2 separate regions of the Arachis hypogaea genome follow, and region 1 is linked to region 2. A link is a contact called in public Hi-C data. All regions are on one chromosome and are shown on one strand. The core of a region is the stretch at or near the end of the contact, and the rest is flanking DNA. Distances in the headings are between cores, read along the strand shown.

What was found. A called contact is a pair of places that touch in the nucleus more often than the background predicts.
Region 1: a contact with region 2 is called in a Hi-C map of leaf, with 2.5 times the contacts expected there. The contact joins the promoter of LOC112764483 here to the enhancer-like site in region 2. A contact is called at or near these places in 2 of 8 Hi-C or Micro-C datasets (both in leaf).

What each region holds. Positions count from the first base shown.
Region 1 is chr17:104,140,948-104,147,034 of arahy.Tifrunner.gnm2.J5K5, forward strand. LOC112764483 reads left to right here and starts at 1,694. Exons shown (of 2, transcript XM_025810120.3): 1 at 1,694-2,739; 2 at 5,895-6,087. The coding sequence starts at 2,212.
Region 2 is chr17:103,970,047-103,975,841 of arahy.Tifrunner.gnm2.J5K5, forward strand. It overlaps LOC112765689 (a long non-coding RNA gene), which reads right to left. Exons shown (of 2, transcript XR_003183873.3): 2 at 4,920-5,795. Among protein-coding and RNA genes, the nearest start is that of LOC112765689, 4.8 kb to the right of the region's middle. Within about 2 kb of position 3,940, at least 1 of the 3 cell types and tissues checked has open chromatin away from gene starts, as enhancers often do.

The DNA.
Region 1 (6,087 bases), core at 444-2,943, 170 kb after region 2:
CACAATCAAGAGAGCATTGATTCTGTTTAAATGATCAAGTAGTTCTTCATAATCTGACTTTGATCATTATTGCACGTGGTTTTCTACCAACCGCTCCACATTTATAGATCCGATTGAAAAAATAAAATAAAATAAAAATAATGCTACATATAGCTGAACCAATGCTACATATAGTTATTTTAGATCAGTATTTAGGTATAATTTAGATAAATAATTTAATTAAATTCTTTTAAAAAATTAGTTTAAACAATAAATTGTTATATTAAAAATAATTTATAAATAAATTATTTTGTGTTTGAATTTTTAATTTTAAAAATGTTTATTTTAAAAAAAATATCATAAAAATTTTTTTATTATAATTTTTTTTAATTTTTCTATAAATTTTTAAATAATCTCTTAAAAAATCATAATTTAATTTTAAATTATACTAAATATTAATATTACTACTCTTTATAAGTAAAAAACTAAAAAATTACTTTTAAAACTTTTTAAACGAATTCTTAATCTATAACAATTTACATTTATAATTAAAAATTTATATATAAAAAATATATAATTTATATTTATTAAAATTTACACGTATAAATTAATAAAATTTATTTATTAAAGATAATTTGATATTTATATTCATTAATATTAATTAAAATTATTAAAAATGACTGATCTTCAAGATTTTTTAATAGTTGTAATTATAAATGAACATCAATTCAATCGTAACGGGTTGAGATTTATGCCGAATCAGATGTTAAAATAGAGCATGCAAAATTTATATAGTTTTTTTTTTTTTTTTAGTGATTGCTTGATTAACAAAATTCTAAAAATTGAATCAATTATTGAATCATTTTAGTTATTAATTTATTAATTTATTAATCTAATTGATTCAAGGGTGACTCAATGAGAATAACTGTTTTATAATAAAATAATAAATAAAATATAAATAAACATACTATTTGATTAAAGTGTTGATTATTGAATAGTTCATTGATGTGTTATTGTTGAGATGGATACATCTAAGTGGTGCCCACATACACCTCATTGCAGTTTATGTGTGGCATAATAACAAAAGCTTATCTCTCTTTTCCATTTCGAAAATCTATTAGGTGTTAAACTCATGCCTAATCTGATAACTCCACTTTTGCTTTGATTTCTAAATTCTAATTACTATTTGGGAGGGGAGACGACCTTAGCTTATAGGAGGCCAGAAAGTCTTAAACTATTCCCCAATGAAGAGGGTATGATGATCTCAGTTATTATTTGTTATTATTACTTCAAGAAAATTATTGAAATAATTCCGTAAACAAAAAGAAATTATCAAACAAAATCAATCATTAAGCATTTAATTGGATACGACTATAATAATTGGCACAATTTGAGAATAGACAATTTTTACAAATAACATTTTAGACTAATTTAATTTTTACGCGTTATTTGTGTATTATTATATTAATAAAAATAATAAATTTTTAATTTATTATGTAATAATAATTTAAACACATAGATATGATAGAATAACGGTATAATATAAAGCTCTTTACACACATTAAAATTGAACCCTATTTATAATATAGCTAATAATCTTTGTTAATATTGGGGTTTAATATAGAGATTTTTTCCCATCTAAAAATTTTGAAGGTCAACACTTTTAATAATTTTTATTAATATTTAGTCAATATAATATTAATAAATATAAATATAAATTATATATTTTATTTGTATAAATTATAAAATACAAATTTTTATAAATATAAATATAAATTATTACGGGTTGAATATTAATTTAAAATAATAATATTATTGCTATTTCTACAAAAACAATAAAAATGTCTGCGCAACTGGGAACAAGCTGCTGAACGACGATGACTAAATCAAAATTGAAAATTCAATTCCATTTTTCTTTCATTCTTCCTTTCTGATTCTAAGTCTGAGATGGTAGGTCATCAAAGCCAGCCAGCCAAATATGCGTGTGGTAACAGCCATGTTGATAAGTGTAAACATGCTCCTTCCATTTTCTCTCTAGCTTCCTTCTTTTCATTTCATCGCATCCATTGCACACCACGTGATGAACCGAGCAATTAACAGGGGAAGAAGAAGGAGAAGCGCATCATCATCACCAAAAAACCAAACTACCAGTAGTAGTAACCGTGATAACCGTACCTAAAACCAAATCAGTTAGTTAGAGAGAACCCATAACCGAAAAAGAAAGAGAAAAAGATGCTGCGGAGCCCGAGGAAAATTTCCATGCCCTTTACGAAACTGGGTTGGAATCTTGATTGGCGTTTCCTTGTGTTAATAATGGCACTACCCCTTTCTTTATTTTTCATGTTCGTTTCTTTTCCCAACCCAACCACTTTAACAAACTTTTCCGCCTTTTACCCGGTCCGCCACTTTATGAGTATCAGGTTCCCTTTGGGAACCACCACCACCGCCATAATGGACGACGATTCTCCTCCTTCGCCTTCGAAGGAGGAGTTGTTGCGATCAAGAATGGCGGTGTGTTTGGTTGGAGGTGCTAGAAGGTTCGAACTCACAGGACCGTCCATAATAGAGATGATTCTGAAGGAGTACCCGAATTCCGATCTGTTCTTGCATAGTCCGTTGGATTCAGACACGTACAAGTTCTCGCTGTTGAATTCCGCGCCTAAAATCGCCGCCGTTAGAATCTTCCAGCCTCGGCCATTGCCCGAGAACGATTCCTACGTCCGAGTCCTCTCCTCCATGAACTCGCCTAACGGTGTCCAGGTTTCATGCCTATTCTTTTTCTCTCATTTTTTCTTTTCAATAATAATAATAATAATAATAATGATAATAATAATAATAATTCAGCAGCTTCGTAATTTTGGAGTATTAGTATTATATTTCTGAATTAATATACTACAATAATACGTACACTTCTTCCATGTATGCGTTTGATTATCCTTTCTTTTGATTTAGCACTTTTCTTTAGGGAGAGTTTTTTTTGGTTTTCCACCTCAGTGGATTTTCTTTTTTGCAGTGTCGATTGAATTCTTTTCTTTCCAGATACCCTTTCTCATCATCACCTAACCAAATAGAAAAATGCAAATTTCTTATTTTTATTATTAAAATTTGTTTTGTTTGAAAAATTAATTCATTCTTTTCTTCTTCCTATCATCTTCCAAAGTCTATTACTACGGATGCTAAAAAGCAGCTTTCGACTTCAATCGTCATTCTTGAGGGGGACAGAATATTTTTCAATAATAGAGAGAAGAGAAAAATATTACGGAAAGTGGTGGTAGGAAAGTTTGGAATCACTATTATTATTTTGATAAACCACTTTTAATAGGAATTTAATTTCTATCCATTGTTAGCCAATAATAGTCAATGCAAATCTCTTCTAAAGCTAATATCTAATTAAGTACATGAAAATTAAACTTTTTATTAGACCATCTCGAGTAGAGAACTCATCCCAATTTCTGTTTATGACCCACCTGTCATAAAAAGTAACTCCACATCAGCTTTTACGTCATAAACAATAAATATGAACTCAAAGCATCTTTCTCTTCTCCATTAGGAAGAACTAACTTTAGTCTTTATTGTGGTCCTACTTAATTAATTAATTAAAATACTTAAAATTAATATAATTAATTTTTTCAATAATATTATTTAAATTTATAAATTTAAAAATAATTCATTATTAAAAGATATTAATATTAAATAAATTCATATATAATAATAATAATACACAATATATAATTCGAGATTATACTAATTTATAGTTTTGTGTTTACAACTGCTAATTTTAATAATATCATTAGCATTTTAAATTTTAAAAATAAAAATAACCAACTCAACTAAACATTATTTTATAAGGTATAAAAATTAAATTTATTTTTTAATGTAAGTAAATTTAATTAATTATAATTTAATATAATAATATAAATAATATTCAATATTAATTATAATATAAATAATTAATATAAATTATTAATTAAATAAAAACTTAATTATTTAATCTAATTAATTATTTAATATAATTTTTATTATAATTATTACTAATTTAATTATTATTTAATTATTTAATTATTTTAGATTTTATATTATTATTTTTTTATAATAACTTGCCATTTAGCAAGTTATTATTGGTTAATTTGAGTCCCCGCTTAGAGGGACTCCTTTACCTTGATCCTTGTACGGGAATTCACTCCTTCTCTCCTCCAATGGTTAGAGTTCCTATATGTCAGAAAAAAATCAAAAGAAGAACTCATCATTGGAGGTGCTCTTAAACTCTCTATTTATCCAATTAAGTACGTGAAAGGCGGCTAACAATATTTTATAAATGGAATGGTATTTTTTTTTTTTTTTGTCTAAATTGGATGGCATATGGCAAACCGTCCCGGGTGTTAACAAATTTCTTTTTAGTTAGGAAAAAAATGCACTCCTTATTTAACATTACTTCACTTTTATTTTAATTTTGTTTTCCTTAATCGCTGTAGTCAATATTTGTATTAATATGACCATGATATAAAATTGGTAATATATCTATATATATAAACCTTTTCCCTTTGACTAATAAATACAAATTAATTCTTTCAAATGATCTCTTACCTAAATAATATACTATTTAAGTATTCATTTTTCTCTCTCATATTGGTTACAACTTTTTTAGATAGATATTTTCTTTAATTTCTCTTCCATTTTTGTTTTCTAATTCTGTCTAGATTAGATTATTCTTCACATTTTCTGTTGAATAATTTGTTCCAGCATTATTTTGTTGAGTTTGCCCGGCAGTGAAATTTGCCTCTCATTTAATTTACTTGGTCTCTTGAAGTTACAATAAGCCATAAAATGAACGTTCATCTATTCCAAAAAAAAAAAAGGGAAAAAAAATAAAAAGAACGTTCCTTGTAGTGCTTATTAGGTCATCACCAAACAACCATAGCTTGTTTCCACTTGCAATTCAACAATTCTACGTCTAAAGTCCCAACGAATTAAAAGATTTTTATTTCATAACGTCATCAATAATGGCTCCTAGTGTCTTAGCCTGCGTTAACCTCCTCCGTGATCGAATAGCAGATATTCTTTTTATTCTTTCTTATTTTGTGGGAAGCGGTCCATTTCAAACGTTGCAGTACTATTTTATTTTATTCGTTACACAAACATAACTCTAGCTGTTAGAAAAGCTTCATATTGCTTATTTTATTTTAAGTTATAACTATTAAAACATTCATCTTTTTTTATTATTTCAAACTGTCCAATAAGGCAATAAGAGCCTTCTATTTATTTCTAATGACCTGTATACCTGGACTTATTATTTAGGAGTTGAAACAAGCTATGAGCCTACGAGAGAGTGTGTGTGTGTAGGGACAGCAAGCTGAATTATTGGCAAGTGTACCATAGCTTTCTTATGCCGGAGTTGTATTATTATCTCGTCCTATGATGTTGATATAATTTTGAGAAAAATTATCTACATCTCATTCAGCAGCTTGGGGTTCCATATTGAGCTTCCCCTATATTTTCCTTCTCTTCCGAATATCACCGGTTCCTACTCTAATTTTATATAATATAATATCATAAGTTTAAAATAAATATCTAATCAGGAATATATTTTCTTTAATCATTATTAGGTGAATTTCTTAATGCTGGATCAGTAAATAAAGTTAGAATGCTAAACCATACTTCGCTTACTAAGAACAGAAACAGATCATGGCTTAAAATATGTTCTCTTGGGCTTTAATCTAGTATAGATGTTAGGATTAATCATATGACATGATTAAATTACTTTTGAAAAGGCCGTTTGTGGATCTAATGGTACTGGCATCTTTTCTTAGTTAATTAGTCGACACAAAAAATAAAATAATGTGAATTTTTGTTCCACTACTTGTCAATACTTTAGGGCTAACGTGCAAATAATTGGTGTTTTCAATATGTTTCGGCAGGGGCTTCTTCAATATTTCAACTTGGTGGAAGGATGCTTAAAGATGATAAAATCATATCAAGAGAAGAACAATTTCACCTACGATTGGGTAGTTCGAACAAGAGTTGATGGGTACTGGAACAAACCCCTTGGCCCTGAAAACTTTGTAAGAGGCAAGTACCTCGTTCCAGTTGGATCCTCGTACGGCGGCCTCA
Region 2 (5,795 bases), core at 2,690-5,189:
TTTCGAAGAGTCTCAATTACATGTCCTACCCATCTAAAAACCAAAATAATAAATGATGAGGGGAAAATAAATTCTAACAACTCAACTTGTGAAAATAATCTTCTATGCTCCTATAGCTCCGCACTAAACCTTCGCACCTGTAGCTGAAAGGGGTAGAGATAGGGGATAAAAATTGGGGAGTTCTTAGTAGGGTCGTGGTAGTTAGTTAAGTTCATTTTATTATGTTCTCAGTAAATAACAACAGTCAACAAAGTACAATCCAACTCAGCAATTATAGAACATAGAATCCAATCACGAGCACATACAATCATAGAAAATAAAATTACAAACAAATATGCCCAAACAAGGATGATGCATGTCTAGTCCTATCGCAGGCCATGAGCTCATGTGTCAGTTGCCTACCCACTCCCGACATTACTCGGGCACGAGTTCTAGATATGGCTTTCCAGATGCATACAGTGTGCATATAAGTCTTATGGTTAGGGCGCATACAGTGTGACTTTTAAATGTATTTCAATATGCTTATATCTAGAAAACAGTTCTCAGTGTGTGGGTGTCTCTACTATACATTTGGCACTAAGGCCCAAACAAGGTCGCATCTGCTCTCCTGTGGCAGACCGTCTTTTAAAACTTTCTCTTTATCTTTGCCCTCTGCTCTCCTGTGGCAGAGATCCCTTTAATTAATACATTCTTTCATTCCTGCTTTCTGCTCTTCTGTGGCAGAGGTTCTTTAATATTCTTTTAATATTTGCTCTCTGCTCTCCTGTGACAGAAGTTCTTTAATATTTTTTTTTCCTTTTTTTTTCTTTCTTCTTTTCTTTCCTATCATTCCATAGTATAAATTATTTTCATATTATTCTCTCACCTCTCCCTAAGTGTTTTATGGAAAAGAATTATCAAGTCCTTTAATTAAGGCTGCATTCTCTAAAACTTTTAAGATTACTCTGCTTGCTCTTCTCATTAATATTACACATTATAATATTCTTACAAAATGATATCTTTGATAAATATTAATTATAATAATGATTTATTTTAATATAAACGAATAATTTTAAAGAAGTATTTAAAATAATATTTATAATCTTCTTTTAAAACTTAGTTTATAAAACCTTATTTTTAAATTGTTATTAATTACTTTCTAAATCACAGACTTTTTAATATTCTGTTTTTAACCTCAATATTTTATAAAATTATATTTGAAATCCTCACTTATTTTTATATTTATAAAAATAATCCTGAACTTCTATAAAATATCAACTTTTAGTCTCGTACTTTATTTATTACCCAAAATACCCGAAACCTTATATAATTACAAATTGTACCTCAATTTTTATATACAAATACAAAGTTATCCTTCAAAAATAAAATATAATTACTAATCTTTCTTTTATACCAAAACCGAAATCCTTAACCCTTTCCTTTCAAAATATTGTATTTTATTCCGTTTTCGAGTCTTTCAGTTACCAATTTTTCTCAGCTTTTAATTTAATCTTTCAACCACCAAATCTCATCAATTGTCTCAAAATACCACATCACAACAGTCCCAAAATCATTAAAACAACCACAGCTGAGTTGTTCTTCATAGCCAAACCAACAAATCACAAGTAACAATAATAATTCAACATAAACTCATTCAAACTCAAACAATAATCAACCAAATCAACATTCATTTATCAAATTCACATTTAATTATTATAAAGTTACTAAACCCTACCTCCGTATGAAATCAAAACAACAAAAATTCTGAAGAAATTTTTTGACTGAGTTGTTGAAAAAAAAAACGTCAGAAATCGTCTCTGCCTCTTTAAACTCCAATTGACTAAACTCAAGAGGGAGAGGAACTACGTTACCATCAACTTCTACCGGACAAAAATAATGCCAATACATAAAAAAAAAATACAAACATTTTTATCGGATTAAACTTTTTATTAAAATTACGGAACTCAAGAAATCAAACTTGGAAGATCAAAAGAGTCACGGTTTCCTCCCTCACCCATGGTCTCTCCTTCTTTCTTTTCCAAGTTCGGTGACAAAATAAAGAGAAGTGAAAATGAAATATAATGATTCATTGATTCTTGATTAAGTGGCGTTGATTTATTAAATGAGAAGACATGTGTCATAAGTATATATACATATATAAAGCATGCAAGCCATGTTTTCATAAACATTCTTCCTTTTGTTTCTTTGATGGCTTCGACCACTTTCTTTCTTTTTCATTTGTTCCATAATAATAATAATAATAATAATAATAATAATAATAATAATAATAATAAATTTAAACTTTAACTATTAAAATAATTTTTAATAAATAATTTAAAATAATAGAATAATTCATAATTAAATTAAATTTTATTAATCAAAAAATTTTATTTAATTATTTTTATTAAAAATAATTTTTTTAAATAACTAATTATTTAATTTTAAAAAATCTAAGATGATATAGCCTCAATTTTCTCCAAAATAAATTTAAAGTCTGATTATCATTATGAATATCTTGTCATTGAATTGGATATAATTATTATGAATATCTTGTCATGCTTTTTAGGTTGACCAATGCTCTTGCAGTATTCATAAATTATATGAATAGAATATGTAGACTATATTTGCATTAGTTTGTAGTAGTCTTTAAAGATGATATTCTTGTCTAGGTGCGCATGGGGCGGGTGAAACCGAGTTTGAGGTGACCCAGATCTGACCCGAAATATATACTGGGCCTATTTATTAGACTTGAACCCGACTCTAGACCCGATGAAATCTATACATTTTCGGACCACGATTATACCGGATAAAAACTGGGTCGTTTACATTGCATTACCTTGATACTTTCTTATAAGCTAGCATGTAAAAATATTCAAATTTTCAAAAATCCAACCATTATTTGACATGGTAAAATTCATTTAGAAAAATATAACAAGAACTAACTCTTCTCTAAAATTAAAGCATAACCATAATCAATACTAATATTATCTAATAACACCAAATATTTAAATCAATACAAATAACATAATATTATGCATTAGTCTAAAATCATATGCATTTTAAACATAAAATATTAACTTATAGTCTTATAATAACTAATAACACAAAATATTAAGGTTTACAATACTTAAATTCCACGTAAGAATAGCCATCATTCATTACTAATAACACAAAATATTAATTGTGTATAATGACCAGGCTACCAGGCCGAGTTCGGGTGACCCGAACCATGGTCCGGACCCGACCCGAAATAATAACCGAGTCTATTTTTGAGACCCTTACCCGACCCTAAACCCGGTGAAATCACACCAAATTAACCCCTAAAGTGTTCGGAACCGGGTCGGGTCTTCGAGCTGGGCCGGGCCATGCCATGCACACCCCTATTATCTGTTGTAAAACTGAAAAAGAACATGAACAACATCTTACAATTATGTTATAGATTCTAGAGGAGACACAATTGTATGCTAAGCTTGAAAAGAGTGAGTTTTGGTTGAATGAGGTCAAGTTCTTAGGTTATATGATTACCAAAAGTGGGGTAACAATTGATCCGAATAAAGTTGAAGCAGTGTTACATTGGAAAAAAGTCAAAAAACCAATGTTTATAACTGATATTAGGAGTTTTCTAGAGTTAGTAGGGTATTATAGGTGATTCATTAAAGGATTTCCTCAACTAGCTTTATCTTTGACTAGCTTTATCTTTGACTAGGTTGACTAGATAAAACTAACCTTTTTTATGAGGTGAAAGTCGTGGAGCTAGCTTTCAGGAGTTGAAACGTAGGCTTACATCCATTCCTATCTTAATAATTCCCAGTCCTCAGCAAAGTTCTGTAGTGTATTGTGATACGTCTAAGAAAGGTTTAAGATGTATCCTAATGCAACAAAAAAGGGTTGTAGCCTATGCTTTTCGGCATCTTAGATCCCATAAGGAAAACTATTTAACCCACGACCTAGAACTAGAAGTAATAGTGTTTGCATTAAGAATTTGGGGACATTTCTTGTATGGAGTAAAGTTTATGGTGTATAGAGACCATAAAAGTTTAAAATATTTATTTGATGAAAAGAAAATGAACACGAGTCAAAGAAGATGGAAAGAGTTTCTAAAAAATTATGATTTTGAACTTAAATATTATGTTGGAAAAGCTAATGCAGTAGCTAATGCTTTAAGTAGAAAATCTTTACACATGCCTTCAATGATAATAGAGGAGTATAAGTTATTGAAGGAATCTAGAAACCTAAAATTTTCGGTGTCATTATAACCTCATTGCTTATATGCTAGCAAAGTTAAAATTGAGTCTAATCTTAGGGAACAAGTGAGACTAACTCGAGAATAATCAATTTCCTTTCTCCCTCAAGATTAAGCTTTCAAGAAAAAATATTGATCATTTCAATATAGATGACAAGGATATTGTGTTGTATGAAGGGAGATTATGTGTACTTGACATGAAGAGTTAAAAAATTAGATTTTATCAGAAGCACACTACAGCAGGTTTACCATGCATCCTGGTGAAACCAAGATGTACCATGATCTAAAAGGTTCAGATAGAACACCAAAAGTTAGTAGGATTACTTCAGCCTCTAGAGATCCCAAAATGAAAGTGGAATAGTATATCCATGGACTTTGTTGTAAGATTACCTAAGACATCTTTTGGCTACGATGCTGTGCGAATAATAGTCGACAGGTTAACCAAATCTACCCACATTCTGCCAATAAGGATTAGTTGGCCACTGAAAATTCGCAAGTGAATATAGAAAAGGGGTAGAATCAAGGAATCACTTTTAATGCTAAAAATCAATTGCGCAAAAATCTGATTTCATGAGATAAAATATGTTTTTGTCTCGTGCTTAGTAGAACATAATATGAAGAGAGTAGAAGGAAACAAGAATAAGACCACGATATATCCTAGTTCGGTCACAAAGTGCAATGTGACCTATGTTCAGTCTTTACCACAACTATGATAAAATTTCACTATGATCAGATTGAACTACAACCGCTAATACTAAGAGAGTCACTTTTGTAAAAATTCCTAGGCAATCTCAAACTTAGTCACTCACCTAGATGCTAACCCAACCCATTTAAGGAGAATCAAGTGCAATCAATCCTAGTACACTTATCTCGAAATCAGACCTTCAAACAAAATTTAATTGGCTTTTGTATTCACACTTTTCTTTGCCTTTTGTATCACTTCAATGAAAGGCGTAACTCTAGACAAAGATAAAACAAGAACACATGTAAAAAAGGAATGATGATTGTGTGTTTCAAATCAGATGTAATTCTCAAGCCCGTCTGTTCTTTACATCCAATCACCTGAGCTTCCTTCATGTAGGAGAAATTTTTTTTTTGCTTTGACTAGCCGTTGCACACCTCAGGGCACCCAACCGAGGACAATCAGTGAGGAAGCCTTCCTTTTTGTGTTCTCTAAACTTATGGCAATAAATCAGATGTGCAGTACGTTAATAAGAAGGGAAAGGATATTTTCTTCATTGAATTGAAATGTGCAGCAGCTGTCCTAGTTTTTTTCTTTAAAAAGCATTTATAGCTCCTTTGATTTGCAATGTCTTTCCTATCTTGATATGAATCTCCTTGATTGATTCCTACAATATTTAATCATAAAGTTATTTATAATAGGAAATAATTAAGTATGTTTGTCATCAAAAGGTACAACTTAAATCTTGAATCAACAATCTCTCCCTTGATGACAAACATAATTAAACTTAAAAGAATATAGCGAGACTTCCTTGAAATTCATTGTGCTCCCCCTGTTTATGAGCACTTATCAATCAAGAGTAATAGTCCAAGGAACATGAACATCATACTA